Linked DNA regions of Ovis aries: region 1 is linked to region 2. A link is a contact called in public Hi-C data. All regions are on one chromosome and are shown on one strand. The core of a region is the stretch at or near the end of the contact, and the rest is flanking DNA. Distances in the headings are between cores, read along the strand shown. Region 1 overlaps AKAP7 (A-kinase anchoring protein 7). Region 2 holds the start of LOC132660247 (band 4.1-like protein 3).

Region 1 (6,353 bases), core at 1,920-4,419, 250 kb after region 2:
AAATTCTCCTATCTTCAGATAATTTTTTACTTTTACTCTACTTACCACTTTATCATCAAATTTTCAAGTTTTTTTTCATCCTGTAGACAAGCAAGAAAAATGACTATATTCATCTTTGAAGAGATGTTAGGTAGCAAATTGATGTGATAATTCTGTTAAACCTTAATGAGGCAGCAAATTTAGAAATGATGTGTGTTAACAGCTTAGGACAAAATCCAAAAATAATGTCAAAAGAAGAGGTAAAGGACACTGTCCTTCTGTGTGCTAGACTATAACCACTCTCCCTCACATACTGACTTGAAGGCATTTTCTTTGAGCTCATGTATGCTTTGAATCAACTAGAAAGCTTAACATAAAAAAATGAAATTTCTTGTTGCTTTTACTTTTAGGCATGTGGAATATGGCTTCATGATGAGGTTTAGCAGTTGTATATCTTTTTTTATTCTCTAAATACAAATAAATTACTCAATGAATGAAATATTTAAGATTTTAATAAGCTTTTATTTTTTAAAGTTTCTTTCAATATCCTATTTAAATATGGCTCTGTAATGTTAGGCTTAAAAAATGTGCATTGTTCAATACTGCCAGTGGCTGGGGATTATGATAACAGATAAGCTTCAATGGCTTTGTAGAATTTTAAACAGTGGCTATAAAAATTAGTTTCCTTTGGCCTTTAATGACATTGGTACTTTTAAAAATGGCATACAGAGAAGACTCTGAAGTAGTTTCCTTTTTTCTTTTTATCGTTTAAGAATGTAATTAAGAATAAAAAGCATTAAAATTTTTTAAAGATGATATCAAGGAATATATAAATTAATCTGAGGCATCAAAGCATAGTTAAATATACATTACTTGATTAGGTTATCTTTTAGAATTTTCATAGTTCGAGGTTAATTTTGCATTTTAAATACTGTGTGACTTCAGAGACATAGTCTTCAAAAGTTTTATGAATTTTAATTTGCAGTTTTATAAGCTACTGGATAATTCAAAGATATGAATGGTCTATAACTCTTTTGCACTAAATAATAGGACATTGCACTAAAATGCTGAATATACAAATGGATGGAAATTTTTGAGCATTGTCCTAAATTTATATATAATTAGTATTTGAGCTTAGAATAAAGACTAAATTTTTATGAAAATGCAGATAAGAGTATCCACTAAGTGCAATGGCCAACCCCAGATGTGACAATGAAAATGTCTCTAGGCATTGAGAGATGTCCCCTGGGGTAGAGAACCCCTGATTTTGATAATATTGGCAGTGTTGCAGACCTTATATTAGGCAAATGTGGTGAAGTGCTTTCTTTAAGCTTGTCTGCCTTCCTGTAGCTTGTGTGTTGACCTTTAACACATCCCTGTAACTTTGGCAGGGCTTTACGATTGAAAAGAAACCAAGACTCAGTGAGACTAGGTGATGTCTGTGGGGTTACACCTGTGGCTGACCTGTGATTAAAATCCAGGATTTCTGATACAAGTCCAGCACCCTTAATTTGCTTCAGTTTGTATTAAAAAGTTTTCATTGTAAACCACTTTTCCACGATTATTTAAGCCAGAATTACCATTTGTGCCAGCTAATATTTGAAGATGCAGTTACACTCTTCTGAGTCTGACATTCTAGAGCATGCACGATTTACTCAGCGCTGGGCTAGCTTCTTCCCACATGAACATGGATCTTCTTCAGCTGCTTCAGTATTCCTGTAAGCCAGTCTAGGACTTCACTGCTCCTGGAAAAATCTCTCAAAAGTTCACCTGTAAAATCCTCGAAGAGTAGTGTGGGCTTACACCAAAGGCTTTTTTGAGCCCATGTGTTCTGTTGGGATTTCCCTAAAGCTCAGATGGTAAAGAATGTGCCTTCAATGCAGGAGACCCGGGTTCGATCCCTGGGTCGGGAAGATCCCCTGGAGAAGGAAATGGCAAGTCACTCCAGTATTCTTGCCTTGAGAATCCCATGGACAGAGGAGCTTCGTGGGCTGTAGTCTAGGGGGTTATAAAGAGTAGGACACGACTGAGTGACTAACACACACACATGTGTTCTATTATACAGGATCCAGTAAGACTTCCTCCAAATCTCCTTTAAATGTCCTTTTTCCCTTGATGTTTCATGACTTGAGTCAGTACCCTCATGTTGCCCCTATCCTTGTCTCCTCTCAAAAGCACATTCCTTGTACCTTTTCTTGCACAATTTTCTGGCCAATTTTCCTCCTCCTCTTTCTCACTCCTGGATCTTTTCCTCCAGATAGTTCCCTCATCTTTTCTAATTTATCTTTTTCTCAAGTTCCTTTGCTATTTTGGCTTTTGAAAGTGGCTGTTGAAAGTGAAAGTCACTCAGTCATGTCTGACTCTTTGCGACCCCGTGGACTATACAGTCCGTAGAATTCTCCAGGCCAGAATACTGGAGTGGGTAGCCGTTCCCTTCTCCAGGGGATCTTCCCAACCCAGGGATCAAACCCAGATCTGCCACATTGCAGGCATATTCTTTACCAGCTGAGCCACCAGCGAAGCCCAAGAATACTGGAGTGGGTAGTATAAGATCTTGAAAAGTTTTTTATAAATCTTCTGTGTTTCAGTTTATTTTAATGGAGACAATACCAGTACCTGCTTCACAGGATTGGTGGGAGGCTTAGTGAACTAATAGAGGTAAAGTGCTTACTCTAGTGCCTGGAACCTCGTGACCACACAAGAAGGGGACTGTTGTTTCAGCATTGTGTTTATTTGTATTACCAAGAGCTGTGGTGAGACACGGAGAGGAAGAAATATGTCCTCGGGGACATCATTAATTCTATCACTGTAGAGGCAGAGGAAACTCTGACTGTAAGACCTTTGTGTATTATTATGTTAGGAGCATTTTAACTACCAGGCTATCAATATTCTTTTGTTGGGTGTCTCGGAAGTGACATCTTACCTTGGGAAATCTTAGGTGTTATTGCGTATCGTCCCACCAGGAAAATACTGTTTCCCGTGTTACTGTCCTTCAGGTTGCAAGGAATAGAGACATGCTGAGGTTATTTGGGTGAAGAGGATTTATTGTAAAGGTCTGTGGGAAGTCAGATCCCAGGCCAGCACCTCATGATTTGCCCAGTCACAGTCTGCAGATAATGGAAAGATTGTTCAGTATGAAACAGCTTGTCTGTATGGGAGCAGCTTGCTGTGCTCGTGATTCAGCTCTTTCTTATCTCTGCTAGCTTTTGGGGGTTCTGCTGCTATTGCCAGTCTCCACTCTTGTCTTTTTCTCTCTACTCCTGCTGCCTCCAGGCTTCTATGTGCACGCTTTTCTGGGGATCGCTTGGTTTGCTAGTTTATATGCAAGCTATTTTCCATTTAGAAATTGGCTAATATTGTCTCTGGGCTTCCCGGGAGGTGCTAGTGGTAAAGAACCCACCTGCCAGTTCAGGAGACGTAAGAGACACAAGTCTGATTCCTCGGGCGGGAAGATTCCCTGGAGAAAGGAATGGCAGGCCTCTCCAATATTCTTAGGAGAATCCCGTGGACAGAGGAGCCTGGTGGGCTGTAGTCCCTAGTGCAACAAAGAATTGGATATGACTGAAGTGACCTAGCACACACATTATTGTCTCTAGCTGGAAATAGAGGAGGGAAAAGCCATCATTCCTCTTTGTTCTCAGTAGGTGGAGAGGGGTGAGCTGATGAGGGACCAAGGATTTTGCTTGGATAAAGACTGTACAGTTTTTCAAACATAATGTGTTTACCCTTCTGTGCAGCTCTCTCACCATGGTTATGCCCCGCCTCACATGTCTGGGGAAATGACAGTAGTCATTCCTGTTGAATTATTGCTGTCCTGAAAAATCTTAAAGGCCATGAAGAATGGGTTCTCAGACACATTCATTTGGAGACAAATAAATATTACTGCCAGCAGAAATGGAATGTTGTCTGCTGATTTGACCTTTCTGTGGCAAGAATAAAACTTTTATTTTTAGGAAGGATCATAATGATAGTGAGTCATACTGTATATTCCAAGGATAAGTTTCTGAAAAGATACATAGCCATTGAGTTTTTCCACTCAGTTAGGGACCCAGTCTGTAAAAGAAGGATGTTGGGCTTGATGCTCTTAAGATGGACAAGCATTGTGTAATTTTTAAGACATTTATACATCCCATTAAACTTTCCGAGTTATCCCTCCAGGATATTTAAGAACAGGTAGACAAGCATGATTTGATTGAAAATCCTGACAGTGTTCTCATTTTAGTCATTACTTATTTTCTTCTCAGTTTAAATGTTGCTGTAAGGAAATGTTGCTTACCTAATCTCTGTTTTGTCTGTGTGTGATTAGATTACAAAAGGAATTAAGATCATGCAAAATGCAATAATACAACAAGATGAGCAACTGGCCAAAGCAATGAGCAGTGATGGTTCCTTTCATATTACCTTACTAGTGATGCAGTTATTGAATGAAGATGACGTAAACATGTGAGTACTACATCTTTCTGGAATATTGTTTTCCAAGTTATTACTTTAATATGAGTAAACAGAACCCAAGAGGCATTGAAATTCTAAAGAAACATTCTTTGTTATAATTGGTTGCAATCAACAAGCCAATGTACAGAATTAGCTGTACAATTAGCTCCTAATCTGTATTTTTTTTTTTTTTTCCGCTGTGACACATGGCTTGCGCGATCCTAGTTCCACAACCAGGGATTGAACCTTTGTACCCTGGAGTGGAAGTGCAGAGCCCTAACCACTGGACCACCAGGGAATTGCCCCTAATCTATACTTTTGAATTGTGTTGTTGTTATCAGATGCATTGGTTATACAGTTATTTTGTCCATGTTAATTATGTAAATAAGCACTATGGAGTCTGACCATTTAGGTTAGGATTCCAGGTACAGATTCTGGAACCGTGTCTTAATAAGCTGCTCAATTTTGGGCAAATAATTTTTTAAGTAAATGGAGAAAATGATAGTACTGACACATGTAAACACTCTTAGTATAAGGCCTGGCACATAGTAGGCACTTAATATTATTAGCTATTAGAGCTGTCATTTACTAGATCAGTGGACAGTTTCAGTCTCACCCCCCCATTACTAGAATATTGTATACCCTGTACCCCCAAACTCAGAATTGTGCCGCAAAAGTTGAGTATGAGTCTTTGATTGCTGTTTTCCTGCCCACAGTGGAGAAACCTTGCTCATCCTCCGCTTCTCTGGGACACTGTTGGAATGAGTGCCCCTTGTTCTGTGTAGCTCTCTGGATTAAGCTCAAGCTTAAGCTCTTTGGATAGCCAGAATTACAGGTTACAGCTTGCTTCTGTTTTCTACTGTGACATATAGTCTCCTGAGGGAATGAAGAATAAGACTTGGATGGGGAGGGGGCGAGGAGAAGGGGAAATATAAGGGAGAAAAGAATAAAGTAGTAACTCAAGATATACAGTCAAATTATGATTCCAGTGGTGCTATCTTTTAAATAGCAGAACTGCATATTTTTAGGGATCAGTCTTCTCATTTGTCCCAATGTGCTCCACGCAAGAGCAGATACACTGACAGAGAGGACTGGAGGATTTTACTTAACTCACTTTCACTGTTCGCTTTGCCAATCGGAAGAAAAAAAAATAAAATACTCTGATGCTCTTAATAGAAAAGAAGTCAGAGAAAATATGACACAAGAAGGTGCAAGCCCAGGAGAAAGTGGGTGGCACTCTGTATGTTAGAATGGTGGACGAGTCAGGGTTCCCCAGGGAAACAGACCCAATAGGATGGACCTTCATTTGTATATATAGATATATTGATGTAGCTGTATGTACACTATAGCTATATGTAGAGCTTTATTTTAAGGAATTAGCTCAGGTGATGGTGGGGGCTGACAAATTTCAAATCTGCAAGGCAGTCTGCCAGACTGGAGACCCGGGTGAGAGTTGATTTAGTAGAGTCTCAAGTCCGAAGGCAGTCTGGAGGAAGAATTCCTTCTTCCCTGGGGGACCTCAAAGAAGAATGTGCTTCCACACAGCCAGGAGGTTAGCGTCGAGGGAGATTTCTAACACAGGGACCTCAGGTAGTTCCTTCAATTCCCCTTTGCCTATCAGGGTATATATTAATAGATGAATCCAGAAATTTCCTTGTTCCGTGGTAGGTAGACTTGGAAGTTCACAGAGAGTCGGTGGATCAGTAGGAGTGGGATGAGGGACAGTGGCGATGCCAGGTATCCATGCTTCCTGATCAGAGGCCCCTGCAGAGGTCTCATACTTCAGCAGGGCCTGCCAGTGCAGTGCCCAGGAGGGACACGTGACTTTTCATGGACACCAGCGAAAGGTACCTGGGGATATGACCAGGCCAGGCCCCTGAATCGGGCATCCCTGAGAACCCAAACAGCAAGCAAACCAAAGACCTTCTTCAATCTTTATACAA
Region 2 (6,004 bases), core at 2,318-4,817:
AGTCTAAGACATTAAAATGAAAGAGAAATAAAAATCTTAAGAACCTAAAGCCACAATGAGCAAAAGTCACAAATAAATCCTAAATATGCACCACCCAACCCCCGCGCAATCATAATGGCAGGCAGCAACTACCAGGAATTTTAACTTTGGGGGAACAGTATCCACCTCCTCCAGCTGTGTTTCGTCCTCTTCCATCTTCGCCTGAAGTCACCCAGCAAGCGGCCAGAGAGAAGGGGAGTATTATTGGAAACGCTATCACCGGTGCAAAGAAGCTGTATTTGAACTTAAATGGTGAACCAGCATTACCAACCTTTATTGTCTGGCCCTCAGAAGATGCAGAATATTAAGCCACTTTGGTCTTTCTTCACCTACAATGTTGTACAAATGATGGAAATGGTCCTTTGCAAAGGTGGAATAGAGAAGGGAAGCTTCACTCTTTCTCAGTCACCAGATACGTATTGCTTTTTAATATGTTTTGACTCAAGAATGAAAATATGAGAGTGTAAAAATGGCATAATTCAGTCTGTTCTAACCTGAAATATTTAAGTCAACTGGCTGTGAGGGCAAAGTGTAATGATGCAAATTTTAGCTTTCACTTTCTATCAGGGACAAATGTTCACTCTACATAGATTTCTTTCCTTGGGGAGGAACTGATTTATTTTGCTACTTTTATGTAAAAGGGTGGATAGTAAAAACTATTCTTGAGTTTTATAGTACTTTTCTTTCATAAAATTTTTCAAACAAGCATAGTTATTCATAGTTGGACAATTCTCAGTTATCTAATGATCCAAAGAATAAATCTGTGTATTTAAAACTAACAGAAACACTGATGACTACTGACTCATGGAAGGGAATAGCGTAAAAGAAAAATATTGATTCAGATACCAAAGAAAAATAGTTTAACCTTCACATCTTGATTTTGAACAGGATCATATACATTATTTTTCTTCTTGACTGTGCTTTTTTTCTTTTTGTAAACCATTCAAGCAGTTTTGAGGGGTAAACCGGGAACTCAGAGTATCTTTTGATCAAGAGGGAAAAATAGAATACAACCACTCAACAATCTTCTAATTCCTTGGTCAACATTTCTCTAAAATGTCAATCTCTGGCATCCCTTGGGTAACCTTCAGGAATCATGGATTCTCCCCCTATGCTTAATTATCTTCACATTTTTCCTGAGGTTTGCTCTAAATTTTGTGATTTATTCTATGTAGGAATAGTACCTATAGGATATGGGACCCTAGATCCCCAGACCACATTTAGCAAAACAATAAAAAAAAAACTACTGCACATGTAAGCACAGCTTAGCACTGCAGAGGTAACCTTATATGGTGCAGAAATCCTCAAACCAGATACTTAATTTTAAATAAAAGGACACTAAGAGGTCTGACCCAACCTTAGGGCTACAGAGTCTAAATTTTCAAAATGCTGTGGTTCATTTTTCATAAGTATTTTTTAAAGATAACAGAAGAGTATCTTCCTTAAAAATACCTGACAGTGACTCTCAGATATGATTCTGAGTAAAAAAAACAAAATTAAGTACATGAACTTCATCTGGGTCCCAAATGCTACGATAATAGGGAGACAACGAGTTTCTGAGATTAGACCTACACACACATCAGGAGTAACTGTCACAGGTGCATTCTCCTATGTGAAGAACAAGCTTGGCTTTCTAACAGTGAAATAGTAACACTAAGGAATTCTGCTAATACATATCGATCAGTTATGTCCACTGTATTCGAAGTTCTATACCAAAATAAAGTTTCCATCCTAAAGGAACAGCATTAACATTTATGTGCAAAATGGATAGACCCAAATCAGACTATTAAGGCCAATGGAGGGCTCCCTCTCCTTTCTTTGTGGCCTAGTATGGTTCAGATATTTATTTTAAAAATCTATAACTTTGCACTCAGTGTAGAATATGTGGACCTAGTCAATGGAAATCAGTGAAGGGGAACGCTTAATTACACTTATTTCTCATGCACTAAAGCTATGTGTATGTGTGAAAGTGTGCAGATCATACTGTTTTGAGGGCAACCCATGATGAGATTTATGCACATGTTTACACTCTACATTAGGAAGGGTATTAGATGAAGTGGAGCTTTGTTGCCCGCACAGATTTAAAGCTTATGGAGGAGAGCCAGTAACTGCTTCCTCTTCCTCTGTTTTGTCACTCAAGTCACAGTCATAAGAAACAGTGAGGGAGGCAGCCTTCGCCTCCAGATAGCAGAGGGATAGAGCCAGAGGAAGGGAAAAGGTGAGAGAAAAAGGCACTGACTGAGAAGCAGAGAGAAGGAGCCCAAAGATGAGGATGAGAGAGGGAAAGAACGAAGGGGAGGTGATGGGAACGTAGTGCCGGACATCTGCAGGGAGGAAGGAGACCCAGACCTTGGGGAGGCTGGGGAAGGCAAGGTACCCATTGTCATCGAGGAGCGAGGGGAAGCGAGGCAGAAAGCACCTGCAGAAACTGAAAGAGAAGGACCCACACTCGGAATCTGTGTGGTCAGCCTCTTTTGGAGGCTTCTCAGGTGCAGGGGGGCAGTCAGGCTCAGGAGGGGCTTCAAGAGGACCCAAGCCAGGATCACAGGGCCCCTGCTCTGGCGTCTCGCCTGTGGAAAGGCGCTCTAAGCTGTCCAGAGTGATACAATCGGCCTCCCCAAAGGGGTCTTCCTCTGAAATGTCAGAAAGGAAGTCCATTTCAGGGACTGGCAATAGGTTTGGGGAAAGAGATGAAGCACAGCGGATGAATGGTGAAGGTGGGCACAAGGAAACAGGCTGTTCTCGAAAGCAAACCCATGGTTGAATGTGAAGTTACACAGCGGATACAGTCAAAGGAGAACCAAAGGTAAAAGAATGAAAGAGGAGAGAAGAAGAAAGTTAGTGAAAACTTTTGCTCAGAGGTAATGACTGTATTAACAGTATCATTAGAAAATTAATTAAATGATCCATTTTTAAAAGAGGAAAACTGGACTACTTTCATCACATACAACTTAACAGGTATAGCCTGATTCAATTAGTATTTCCTGACTGGTTGCAAATGGATCCTATGAAACTCAGATAGCATTCTTACTTTTAAACCTGGTTGCTGCCAAACATTGAAAGTATCAGTGAAAAGGCACACTAAGTCATTGGCCAAAAACAGGCAGAATTTCCCTTGGAATTTAAGAGAACTTTTCTTTTGTATCATATTAACCATGCAGAATGGAATAGAGGCTTCCCGTGATGCTGAGCTCTCCTGGTTCTGATGGAAGTAGCCACTCTTCTGGGTACACTGGTACCGTGTTGCTGTTGTTCAGTCACTAAGTCGTGTCTGACTCATTGAGACTCCACAGACTGCAGCACGCCAGGCTTTCCTGCCCTTCACTATCTCCTGGAGTTTGCTAAAACTCATGTCCATTGAGTCGGTGATGCCATCCAATCATCTCATCCCCTGTCACCCCCTTGTCCTCCTGCCTTCCATCTTTCCCAGCATCAGGGTCTTTTCCAATGAGTTGGTAGCATAATCATAAACTCTCCTGACAACTGTTCAGTTTTTGATGGATATTGTTTGATGTGATATCCGTTATTTTTAGTCAATTTTTAACCAAATCCTTTGTAGAATATGATAGTTAAAGATTTTTTAACAAAGCAATGAAAAGGATTTAATGGCTCACTCTACCTGAAGCACTTGTCCCTGCAGCATAAGGCAGGGCCCCCATGGTGCCTGAGCCCTTCTCTCTGCTGGGGTTGGGAGCTATCACTGCAGGAATTCCTGAGACACTGGCAGTTATCTCTTCTAGCAGGTCCTTTGTAAATTCATGTTACACATCTTTAAAATTTTCAATGTTAAAATTTTGAAAACATTATAAATTTTCAAAGTTAAATTTCTAGAAATATTATAAACCCACAGGATGATTTTATTTCTTTTTCATGTTTACTTCCAATGTTACCTATTCAAAAGTTTCTCTGTGGGATATGATCTGAAGGACTCAAAGCCACTTCAGATCAACTTCTATGTGACTATACTTACACTTGCCCATGGTAATATAAAATAACCCAAAGAAGCCTGAAAACACAATATAGGTTACTTCTCCATTCATTATGGCACACGCACCAAATAAGACTGAAAGCCACACTCCATCTTCTCACACAGTATTCACAAAACAATTACTTTTTGTTTAAGAATTTCTTTTTCAGTGACAGATTATTAATGAAAAACCATAAAGACCACCTTTCTTCATTTCAAAATATTCAAGTCAATATCATAATAAAATTATCAAGACAGGCTATATCTTAAAATTTACTTGAAACCAAATATGAATTTCAAATCATAGGTTTTGTAACTGGGGGGCTTAATGAAATAGGATGATTATAAAGATGGACAAAAGGTCAATAAATTACTTACTTGGATTAAAGTAATTTATGTTGAAATATTTTGCTTTGAACAACAACCAGAAAAAGGTTAGAGACTCAGTCCAAAACAGCAAGAGTCTACACACATATGAAAGGTGGAAATTTTTATCAACAGAGAAAACACAATGACTGGTTTTAAATGATACTTGAGTTCTGAAACAAATGCAATAGACAACCTCTGATCTAAGTACACATTTAAAACCACGTATTCCACTAATTCACCATACCTTTCCTTCAATGAGCGGCATATGCGGGGCTTTAGCTGGGCTTCTCAGGTCCCTTCTGCCATTACCATCTTGTACCACGGCAGTGCTCACAACTCCAGGGCCTTGTGCTGAAACCTCCCCAGCAGGGCCAGGAATATCCTTCATAAGACTTTGGTCCACAGCATCAATCGGAGCTAGTGATGAGTGATTATAGGGATCACGTTAGGATGTTTAAATGAGAAAATGTTATGAAAACCTCCCTTTCCAGATAAGTAGGCAGCTTACAGACAATTAATAGAAACTGGAAGATTCTTTGATCATGAAAATAACAAATCAAATAAATTCATGATTATACTTAAAAAAGGAAAAAAAAAAAAAAACAAACAAACCTCTGAATTGTAACCCATTAAATTACACCAAGCTCTCAAGTCAGATTTTTGCAGGAGAGAGCCTGATCATGGAATTGGCCAGTAGGAGGAGCTCTAAGACCAGATGAAACACCAGAGTCAGGGAAGTACGTCAGAATTACAATGTGAGCAGTACTTCATTTCTCTGGGGTTTCTTCTAGTTATTAAAATGGTTTGCTTTCATAAGTTTTAATAATTCCTCCATAAAGGAACCTTTAATTAGAACACTAGTCAAAATTGTGACAAGACAGGAAAAGTAGATTTTAGAGAATTAACTTCTGTATTTATTTTTGCTGTTTTTTATTTTTCTAACCTCCCTCCTGAATGCCTCAACTTGACGTGCAGCAAGCCTAATACATAGAAACCTTCTGCCTTAGCAAATCTGGCCTTTTGGGTCCCTTCATCTATCATACAGATGGGCAGAACATGTACTGTGTTGACATTTCCGTCATATGGCAGAGCAACCCAAGATGGCCTCGGATCTCAACAAGGCCAAGTGAGCAGCAACTGGCAAAAGCCTCCATCTATCTTTAGTTTCTCCCCCAAAGAGTGGGACAACCACTGCAGTCATTTCACCTGCATAAAAAGCATCTTCCTGACACAGTATGGTTGGCTCTGGTTCCAGGCTCCCAGGAAAGCACAATAAAGACAGGCCTTTAGGCTGCAAGCTCTTGAAGGGCAGGGACTGTGTGTGACCCACCATACCGAACTTGGGCAACATCTAGACTCCTAGTTCATGTGTTATAAGAGGCCTCTTAATCCATACTTCACATGCCCTGTCCAAACTGCCTTCTTTTCTAATCTCACCTTTCACCAAATTACTGCAGTCAGAAACCTGCAAGTCTTTTCCTTTACTCCTCAACAACCAGTACGTCCAATAGAGTCCTTGCATGTATTTCCAAACATGGCAAATTCCTTCCATCTCTATTTTACCATCCAGGTACCTTTTAAGAGTTTCATGGCTTTTAAACACTCATACTTTGGAAAGCCTGCACCAAA

Evidence for each region. A called contact is a pair of places that touch in the nucleus more often than the background predicts.
Region 1: a Hi-C map of hypothalamus shows a contact between it and region 2, with 6 times the contacts expected there. The contact joins the enhancer-like site here to the promoter of LOC132660247 in region 2. A contact is called at or near these places in 10 of 16 Hi-C or Micro-C datasets (blood, hypothalamus, liver and 5 more).

Annotation. Positions count from the first base shown.
Region 1 is chr8:56,693,477-56,699,829 of ARS-UI_Ramb_v3.0, forward strand. AKAP7 (A-kinase anchoring protein 7) reads left to right here. Exons shown (of 9, transcript XM_060419652.1): 4 at 4,286-4,422. Among named protein-coding and RNA genes, the nearest start is that of AKAP7, 23 kb to the left of the region's middle. Within about 2 kb of position 3,170, at least 6 of the 54 cell types and tissues checked have an H3K27ac peak or open chromatin away from gene starts, as enhancers often do. A contact at or near this core is called in hypothalamus, where this site is marked.
Region 2 is chr8:56,442,016-56,448,019 of ARS-UI_Ramb_v3.0, forward strand. It overlaps LOC132660247 (band 4.1-like protein 3), which reads right to left and starts at 3,568. Exons shown (of 1, transcript XM_060419650.1): 1 at 668-3,568. The coding sequence starts at 2,697. The coding sequence ends at 2,128. EPB41L2 (erythrocyte membrane protein band 4.1 like 2) reads right to left here. Exons shown (of 20, transcript XM_060419645.1): 12 at 4,620-4,792.